3 separate regions of the Rattus norvegicus genome follow, and regions 1 and 3 are each linked to region 2. A link is a contact called in public Hi-C data. All regions are on one chromosome and are shown on one strand. Each heading gives the region's core, a stretch centred on a gene start, on an enhancer-like site or on the middle of the called end of the contact. The rest is flanking DNA. Distances are from core to core; before and after follow the strand shown. Region 1 overlaps Sntb1 (syntrophin, beta 1). Region 2 has its middle 130 kb from the start of Trnak-cuu17. Region 3 overlaps Sntb1 (syntrophin, beta 1).

Region 1 (3,092 bases), core at 161-2,660, 300 kb before region 2:
TGAGCCACCATGTGGTTGCTGGGAATTGAACTCATGACCTCTGAAAGAGCAGTCGGGTGCTCTTAACCGCTGAGCCATCTCTCCAGCCCTTAAATTTTTTAAATTATATTTATTTAGTGTGTGTTTGAGTGTGTGTGTGTGTGTGTGTGTGTGTGTGTGTGTGTGTGTGTTGGACAGATGTAAAAGAAAATGTCCTTTAATTCCAACATACTCACAACATATCTAGCATGTACTAGGTGCTATAAGAACAAGTGAGTAACCTGGTCAATAGCCCCAAAAAACTTATCACCTACAGTGGGTTGATCAGTGTGTTCCCAAAATTCAAGTCCAAATAGGACCTTATACTGATCTTTTTTGGAAATGGAATCCATGAAGATATAGTTCAGACAAGGTGAGAGAGATTCCTTCATCCCACTAACCTATCCACTAGACTGAGGTGGGTGGGTCTAGTCACACTGTAAGACACAGAAGAGAAGCAGTGAGTCAATGTCAGTGGTTCAGTGGGTCAAATGTACTTGCCACCAAGCCTGGCAACCTGAGTTCAATCCATGAAACCTATGGTTGAAGGAGAATATGAACTTCTGAATGGTGTTCTCTAGCCTCTACATCATGATATATGTACACTTGCTTACACAGGTACACACACACACATACACACACACACACACACACACACACACACAGCACAGAGCAATACATAAAATGAAAAGGGGACAGAAAAGGGACCTCTAGATCATGATATATGCATACTTGCACACACACACACACACACACACACACACACACACACACACAAGCAATACAGAAAATAAAAAATGGGGGCAGAAAAGGGGCAGAGATGAACAGCAAAGAAGATGACAGAGAGATGTAGGAGTTAGGGCTTCTCCACCCTGTCCTCCCAGTAGGAGCCCACCCTGTCAACACACTAGTGTCAGGTCTCCAGATTCTGAAATTTTGAGGTGGACCAGTTTCTATCATTTCCAACTACCAAGTGATACTTCATTATGTTATACAACCATCTTCCTTCCCATTGTGGGATCAGGACTATTCTAAAGTTTAAAACTCATGGCAGCTCAGAGAGAGGCCCAAGATAGGTCAGTTAGAACCGTGTCTATCATGTATCCATTACAGCACACTTGGACTTAAAAAAAATCTTCATAACAGAAATGTCCATGCCCACTAACATCCAGTCCTATCACATAGAAGGATAAATGGAACCTGCTGGCAACGACCACAAACACAGTCAGGAAAATGTTGGCCATAGTAGGGCTCCGCTCAGCCAGTAAACACAACTACTCCCTTCCTCCGGATACAAAAAAGTGAGAGAACTCCCTTGTTAACTGTGAGTCCTACATTTCTGGAACTGGGGGTGAGGAAGGAGGAGAGAGTAGAGGAGCAATAAAGCCAGGAGGGCTGATGGGAGCTATTTTGAGCAGGCTAGTCTTTTATAACTCCTATTTCGTTCCCCAGTTGAACTGACCACTGCTTGATGAATTGTGTTTATCTGTAGTTCAGCGATAAAGTTCTCTTTTAATTCCCCATTGAATAGAAATATTTAGGGCAATGCCACAGCTGTGTTTGTTCACACACTCCGCCACAGTTATGTAAATACTGCCTATGGAACTATTTCTGATAAAGGACCCATACCAACCCCGAGGAATTAGATGCTCACTCTAGATGTCTGCCAAGACGAGCAGTTTCCACTCAGCTTGGCAGAGCTGTGAATGGTATCGCAGCTTCTCAGAGATCATTTGGCAAACCTCATGGTGAAAGAGAGAGGCTCTTTCTTCTCTTACTCTTGCAAAGCTTCCACTGAGCCAAACACTTTCCAGCATTTTCTACTTCTCTAGCTTAGAAATATGAAGCCGGTATAAAACTTCAGGTCCCCTAATAGAAAATTAATAAGTAAAACAGAAGTTGAAACTAGGACACTGTCCTCTGATGTGAAGCTGGAGAAAATAAAGGTGAAGCTATTAGCTATTAGTGAAAACCAGGAGTCACTGAGATGACCATGTGACTAATATGGCTGCTCCCAGGTCTCAGGGCCATAATTCCTGTGGCGCCTAAGAACCACTTCCTAAAAGACAAAGGTAGTGGTTACTCTCTCTGGACGCCAGAGTTTTGATATATTTTTATTTCACCCTTTATGTTTTTCTCCATTTCTCAAAAATGTCTTGCAATGTAACCAGAAAAGAGAAAGTTACTTATTTTTTATTTGTTAAAGAAAAACATATTTGTGCTTAGCAAACTAAAAAACCAACAGTGAAATATATGCTAAGTTAAAAAAAGTGTTATGCTAAGAAAAAAAGTATCTTAATCTTAGATAACACTAGAGAAAAATAGATGAAAGTAATAAATGTCTATTGTACCTTGAAAAAACATTTTTTAAATTTTTATTTTATGTGCATTGGTGTTTTGCCTTCATATATATTTGTGTGAGGGTGTCAGGTCCTCTGAAAATGGAGTTATAAACATTTGTGAACCTCCATATGAGTGCTGAGAATTGAGCCCTGGACCTCTGAAAAAGCAGCCAGTGCACCTCACCTCTAAGCCACCCATATTTTAAAACATAATACCAACATTTAAAATGAGGACTAGTACTCATACTACTGGGGTGCACTCCCCCCCCGAACACACACACACACACACACACACACACACACACACACAAACACACACACACACACACACACACACACACACACACACACAACTGTTCTTATTGTCTTCACCTCCTAGCCAGCCTAGGAGCTGGATGATATGGGAACCATTCCCTGGGTAAGAAGTGGCCCACTGGAAAGGCCAACTCATCCAAACAGCATTGTGACTGGAGCTCATTGTGACTGGAGTCAAAGTCATCCCACTCGAAAAGCCATGCTTTATTTATTACAAAGCTGTGGCTTAAATATGGTGATATCACAAAGGCTCATGGATATACTAGGGATTTTCTTATTGCTGTAAATGTGAGAAGAGCAATGTAAAGTAAGGAGGGGTTTATTTTACAGTTTGAGGGTACTGTCCTTCGGGACAAGGTAGGCATGGCTATAGCAATGTGAAGCCTCTGGTCATACTGTATTTGAACTCTGGAAGCA
Region 2 (3,493 bases), core at 885-3,384:
TTAATAAGATGAGCTTGGAAGAATAAGCAGATACCAGACCATGCATATTTAGAGGCCACAATAAAAGGAATTCAGATTTGATTCCAAACACAATAGATAATTACTGAATAACTGAGAAGCAGAGGAGTCCCAGAAACTGATTTGCATTTCAAGCCCACTTTTACTATGGCAGAAGGGAGGGGTTTGATTGACAGGATGAGGTCCTTCTTTTGGGGCCCAACTAAGCATGAAATTATGTGCCTTGGTTCAGGGTGGTAGCCGTAAAAATTTGGGGAAAAAAATACCATACATTGCTGTAACATGTGTAATTATCACATTTAGGCTTGATGGTGACTAGGGTGTGGGTGGCAAAGACAGGGGAAGTAATGGCTTAATAAGTTCTCACTCCTCTTTGAAGGCTTTGCTGGAAGTTTCCGCAGTAGTGTATGTTTACCTACTGGTTCCTTCAGGAAGCATCCCCAGTCACTTTCCTGCAGAAATTCATCTCTCTCCCCCCCCATATGTATATCTTCGTGATTTCTACTGTCATAGAAAATAACATAAGGGACAGGTTGAAAGTTAGTCCACTTCAACTATGGTTGAATTGATCTGGGCCCCATGTTTCCTTCATATGAACCGCGGTGTCTTAGAGAAATCTATTTAACCCTGACACCCGTGTTCATCACGCCTGAGCAGCATCCATAGTGTGGGTTTGCCAGGTTAATGATATGGAACATGCAGGGGAGAGAGATGGATTAAGGGCTGGCAGTCACAGTCTAATTTTGTTCGGGAAAGTAGCTAATAGTTATGGAGGACCCACGACAGGAAGAGATACGCTACTTGTTTAGTGCTAACCTTGTGATTTCAATATTGCTAGCTTCTTTCAGAAGCGAATCAGTTAGAGACACAAAGAACTTAAAAACTCTGTCCAATGCTGAACTTCTGCATGCAACACATCTGACCTCTCTTCTCTGATTTTTACCTCTTCCTCTAGTTCCCGCACAGATTTGCGGGATGTGCCTCATATCTAATCCTCTTCTCTCTCCCTGGGACATGGCAGACAGTAAATTCAGATATGCCCAGTGAGTAAAACTTTAGTTTCTGGACCCGTTTGCCAAAAGTTTTATTTGGAAAGAACGAATATCAGGATTCTAGCTCATGTCAGAGCCTCCACGGTCAAGCAAGCCTTTTGCTGTCCAACTTATAGTGCAATAATGACCCTGGGGCAATTTTGCTTGGTCTGTTTGGTCTAGAAGCGTAGACACTATACAATAAAACCTCTCTTAACAAGGCCACTCAAGAACGGGATATTCTGATGACTAAGGCAAAAAAAAAAAAAAGTCTTTTGTTCTGAGCCATTTGGAAACTCTCTCCTGCTTTAGTCAGGGCAGCAATGAATATGATTTTTGTCTCCAGTGACAGCAATTCTCCTGTCTTGTGAATGCAAAGATGTTCAGGCTTTATTTCAATGTAATTATTGTGGAGAGGAAGCTCTTGGAAGAGACTGGGTTAAAAGTCTTCTGGACTAAGACAGAACTGGGGATGCACATTTTAAGATGAAAGAATAGTAGGGCTTTATTTCCATCCCCAGAGTTCACTTTTTGTCTTTAAAAAAATAAATGAAAAGGGAAGGAGCATTAGATATAACCAAATATATTGTCTACTTGTATGAAAAATCTTAACGAATAAATAAAAATATTAATTAAAAACAACAATTCAAACACATAAATAAAAGGAATATTAATGAAAGATTCTAATTAAAGTCTTAAGGCTTCCTTCAAACCTCAATTTAATTTCTGTTCTAAATAGACTAATGATTTTTGGCTTAATTAAAACTACATTTGCTTTGTTTGATTTAGAGCATGTAGGTTTCCACTGGTCTACAGGACAAGGAGAAGGAAATAAGAGGTCCGTGATAGAAGGTGTGGGGGAGAGTGGATTGTCCTATATCTTTTACAGCAAGTCTTTAGTGAATTTATCTTGGTACCAGGGCTGTAGGTATGCTGTGATAGAAGGGGCATGATGTGATTTTCGCAATAAGATGATCTTTCTGCCAAAAATAGATCCACCTGCTTATGAGTGCCTAGCATTCCTTTAACTTGGGACTCGGTCAAAAGACCAGTTGTTTTCTCTGATGCCCTTCCCGCAGGCTGGCTGAGGCTCAACATTCCAGCCTTGAACTTGGGCTAAATTTTCCTTCACAGTCTGCCTTCAGGCATGTGCTTCCTTCCCACATCTAGGTCTCAGATATTTTCGCTACAGTTGAAATTACCTCGACATTTTCAACAGAGGTAATGCGATAGGAGAGTTTAGCTTCTCCCCATTCCTTTCTCAACTTATGACTCTGGTCAAGTCCTTAACTGCATATATGCAGTAGCTTACTTGTATAGTAAATGATAGTGATAAGTCGAATTGGCAGGACTCTGAGGAGGTTTTAATCAGGAAAATATAAAGCAATAATTAGCAACCCGACTGTTGACTGAGGTGACACTGGAACGTTCATATAGTGGCCCAGAGTATAGTTGTGAAAGGAGAAGGGACTTGTTTATATGTACTGGCATGTGCATAGTGTCCAGGACATGTGTAATAACAAATGTAAGATGTATAGCAATGTATGTATATACATTATATATAGTATGATATAGCTTAGACTTAAAAAGAACAAATAAGTATATACATTTACTCATAATTTCACTAGTAGGGTAAACAACAAACTCTTTAAAATTTGGTTATGGGTCATGAGATAGAAAAATATGAAATCTAGGATATGAAAGAAATAGACTTCTCTGTTAATCTTAACTAATCTTAGTTTAAAAAATATTTTATTTTATAGTGTTTGTGCATAACACACACACAACACACACACACACACACACACACACACACACACACACACATTTGCAGTGCCTTTGGAGGCCAGGAGAGAGCATCTGATCAGCCGGAGCTGGGGTTATAGGTGTATGGGAACTGCTTGATACGTATGGGAAACCAAATTCAGGTCTTCTGAAAGAAGAAGCAATCTCAGCCACTGAGCCTTCTCTCCAGCTCTTTATCTTTATCTTATACAACTTCTTAACAAAACCCAAGGCGAAGAGAAAACAGCATAACCAAGCCTATTAGTTTCTAAAAACTTACTGGATATGAATCTTGTTCTATAACAGTCACCAGAATTGCTCCGAATGCCTTTAAAACACAAATCTCCAAATAGGATTGCACATCTAGTCTAGGGAGACTGGCCCTAAGAATACAAAGAGCTTCAAGCTTTTGTTTTTTGTGTTTTTGGATTGAGTTCTGTTGGCCAGTGATAGCAGTTACATTATTATTAGAACTAGTCTTGACATTTAGATTAGGATAAAATGACTAAGTAATTTAATTAGTAGTTTTAGAGGGTGAGATTCCTAGAATAAGTACATACCATTAAAGAAAAAAATGAGTTTAAAGTCCACTAATCTTTATTTCTACTGAAAAAGGTGGCATGGATTTATATATCTCGTGTGCTATAGGTCATCTTTCA
Region 3 (3,372 bases), core at 312-2,811, 320 kb before region 2:
TGATGGATCCAGCAATATGTGTGATCTCAGGTCAGCATCTCAGCCGAGGGTTCACAAAATGCAAAGGTCAGCAGCTTGGCTTGGCTCTTGGTACACAGCGTACATCCTGCCCTAACTAGGCACTGGAGAAGGTAGAGAAGGCAGCAAATATGGGGTCGCCTAAAAGTTCATGGAAGAAGCATTCCTGTGCAGGACCCCAGAGCTTCATGATTATCAACTTGCTTTTCTGCTCACATGAAGAATTGATTGAGTTTATCATCAAAATAAGAGAAAAGGAGAAAGCTTTGAATATCCACATGGCATTATCATATTTCCAGGAATGAAATATTGGCATCCAAGTGAACGGTCACTGGGCCAGGCTGAAAGTTTAAAGTAAGTCTGTTTAACTTCAAGTGTTATTTTATCATCCAAATAGCATAAGCTGAATAGCACACCTCCAATTCAGGCATGCATAATGATCGCTGCATGCCTTCCTTCTTTTTATTCTCTCTCTCTCTCTCTCTCTCTCTCTCTCTCTTTTCTTCGCTAATGGGATGTAATAATAAACATGCCTTTAAGAATAGTTCTATCGGGGTTGGGGATTTAGCTCAGTGATAGAGCGCTTGCCTAGCAAGTGCAAGGCCCTGGGTTTGGTCCCCAGCTCCGAAAAAAAGAAAAGAAAAAAAAAAAAGAATAGTTACATCAAGCCTGGCTCTTGAACCCTCTCCATCATGCCTCCTCCCCCTTTGAATACGAACACTGCGTACACACTTCTTTTTCTTTCCTTCTTTTTTCTTCCTTCTCTCCCTCCCTCACTTTCTCCCTTCATCCTCCTCTCTTTCTTTCCCTTCTTTCTCTCTTTCCCTTCTTTCTCTCTTTCCCTTCTTTCTCTCCCTTTCTTTCTTCCCTTCCCTTTCCTTCCTTCCTTCCTCCCCCTACCCTCTCTTTCTTTCTTTCTTTCTTTCTTTCTTTCTTTCTTTCTTTCTTTCTTTCTTTCTTTCTTTCTTTCTTCCTTCCTTCCTTTCTTCCTTCCTTCCTTCCTTCCTTCCTTCCTTCCTTTCTTTCTTTCTTCCCTTCCTTCCTTCCTTCTTTCTATAAACCCTAGCAGGAGCAGAACGACCAGGTCAGAAAGTTCTCCCACATCCCAGAGAGGTTGCGATTCAAAGCAGATACTTCACATGTGTGTTAGGACTGTCGATTTCTCTTTCTGAGTGGCACGATAATCTGTATACTTTCAGCTACTGGTGATTTTAGAGAGGAAGCCTGATCGGATCTTTATAGCATGCTTGCTCATTTTGGATTTTGATTCTTTTTTTAAAGCTTAGGTTGCTTTCTATTTAGAATTAGTTTTGATTTGAATGAATAAATGAACAAAGAAAGTATTATGTGTAAAATTCCAGGATCTGCCATGGTTGGATTTTTCTAAATCATTTTAAAATAAAAGGCCCAGAGAATAGAATTTCTTGTCAACAAAATTTAAAAGGAAGACTTTGTTCTCAGTGCTCACACACATGGGGTAGGTGCAGAATCTCAAGAAGTTCTTTGTACTGTGACAGCAAGAAGACATTTCCATGAGTGACAGAGCCTGTGCCTGTCCTGAGAGAGCACGGGACTCCTGCAGAGCTGGGCAGCTAATCATCATAAACAGAGCTGTACGCTCACTTGCTCAGCGAATCAGGCTCTATAGGGAGGTTGTGCAGAGTCTTGGGCATTTACAATAACTGATGAAGATTAAATCACTCTATAAAACATCGAGAAAATGTTTACTTATGCCCTTAAAACTTGTACAGTTCTTTAGAATTAAAACACCATGGCAGAACAATTTTAAGAGTCGAATGCTCATGTGCAAATCTATTTTTAGTACCATCCATACAGCTTTAGATTGTATTTTTCATAAAAAGCAATGCAATACATCTCTCTCAAATATCGAATTCATATATACAGCTTTAGCATTCCAAAGTAGTATTGATATTACAGAATTCAGCTTCCCGGGGTGACATAGCCTGCTGGTCACCCTTGTTTGATACAGCAACATGTTAACCACCATTCTCTTTTTTACAATTTGCCTCCAGGTTCCTGGCTCTGGGCACCTGGATCTAGGAGCAGGCAGGAAGAAAGAGAGAAAGAAAATACATACATTTGGACTAAAGGGGATGCCATGTGACTCTATGGTTGATTTTTATGTTCTGCAATAGGTTGTCTTTGAAGCCATGCAAAGAATTCTAAAAGTGCAATACAGCAGCATAGGAGTGAGGTACAATTGCCAAAGGAGATTGCTAACAAAAGTAGTCAGTATGACCTGAACACACGGGCGCGCACACCCACACACGAGACACACACACACACACACACACACACACACACACACACACACACAGAGAGAGAGAGAGAGAGAGAGAGAGAGAGAGAGAGTGAGTGTTTTTCCAGTGTTCCAGCCACATAAGATTAATGGTTATTCTTAAATGAGGCCATGCATTTCTGGGGCTTTAAGCTTGCCATCCTCAGTCTTTCTATCTGAACTTAATATTCTGCTTAAAGACCTCCCTTAACCTCCCAGGCCAAGGTAGCTGATGTTTCTTCCTTTGATCCCTAGAGCTTTAGTGCAGAGGTGTTTTACCAAATGTAGTGCTCCATATTTGAAACGCATAACTCTGTGTTTGTATTTCTTGTTCATTTGTGAGTCCTCAGGGAACATTTTAATATATCCAACTCTTGACGATTATAAACAATGACTGGGAACCAATTTCTCCTTCTCACATTCACCTTGCCTGGTCTTTATAACATGTCCCACTAAATTATCAGTTCATATATTTTATCTGCAGCTTCTCTGCAGCAGTGGAAGCGCCACCATGGCAACCACCTTGTCCATCCCATTCATCGTCGTGGTTTCAGTACTTACACTCCTGTGGCATGCTGCATGTGTTAACTAGTGAATGAAGTCGAGGTGATGCTTGAAGTTTAGCACATGGATAAGTAAATTCCAACTGTATATTTTCATTAAAAATGAAAATCTTCCTATGGTTCTCAAGCAAAACAATGTCAAACCCTTAAAAGATGAGAAATGAATTAAAACAAAACAACAGCAAAACAAAACATCGAACTCTACCCCTCACCACCAAGATTCTCAAAGTGGTTCCAGTTTGATTTTAGAGCATTTTTTTTTCCTCACAAAAACGATCAGGTGGAGAAAGCCTCTCTAGGTGGCAGGAAAAGCATGAAAATGACCTTTAAACCCAGTTATTATACACAATAAAGCCTCTGTGCTTTTGACAGGAGAAAAACATCTCAGTGATGGATCAAATGGTGGGAGACCTTGTGCCAGGAGCAGTTGGTTTCTGCATTCCTAACCTCACTCTGACAGAATAATACCAAGGGGACACGCAAAGCTTCCAG

The links. A called contact is a pair of places that touch in the nucleus more often than the background predicts.
Region 1: a contact with region 2 is called in a Hi-C map of mammary epithelial cells, with 2.3 times the contacts expected there. The contact joins two enhancer-like sites. A contact is called at or near these places in 3 of 12 Hi-C or Micro-C datasets (kidney, mammary epithelial cells and psoas muscle) and 1 of 1 datasets of contacts at active chromatin or transcription factors (oligodendrocytes).
Region 3: a contact with region 2 is called in a Hi-C map of Schwann cells, with 5 times the contacts expected there. The contact joins two enhancer-like sites. A contact is called at or near these places in 3 of 12 Hi-C or Micro-C datasets (the A7r5 cell line, the Rat2 cell line and Schwann cells).

Annotation. Positions count from the first base shown.
Region 1 is chr7:89,067,636-89,070,727 of GRCr8, forward strand. All of the region lies in intron 2 of Sntb1 (syntrophin, beta 1), which reads right to left. Among named protein-coding and RNA genes, the nearest start is that of Sntb1, 150 kb to the right of the region's middle. Within about 2 kb of position 1,411, at least 6 of the 93 cell types and tissues checked have an H3K27ac peak or open chromatin away from gene starts, as enhancers often do.
Region 2 is chr7:89,365,432-89,368,924 of GRCr8, forward strand. No RefSeq gene overlaps it. Among named protein-coding and RNA genes, the nearest start is that of Trnak-cuu17, 130 kb to the left of the region's middle. Within about 2 kb of position 2,135, at least 6 of the 93 cell types and tissues checked have an H3K27ac peak or open chromatin away from gene starts, as enhancers often do. A contact at or near this core is called in Schwann cells, where this site is marked.
Region 3 is chr7:89,043,425-89,046,796 of GRCr8, forward strand. All of the region lies in intron 3 of Sntb1 (syntrophin, beta 1), which reads right to left. Among named protein-coding and RNA genes, the nearest start is that of Sntb1, 170 kb to the right of the region's middle. Within about 2 kb of position 1,562, at least 3 of the 93 cell types and tissues checked have an H3K27ac peak or open chromatin away from gene starts, as enhancers often do. A contact at or near this core is called in Schwann cells, where this site is marked.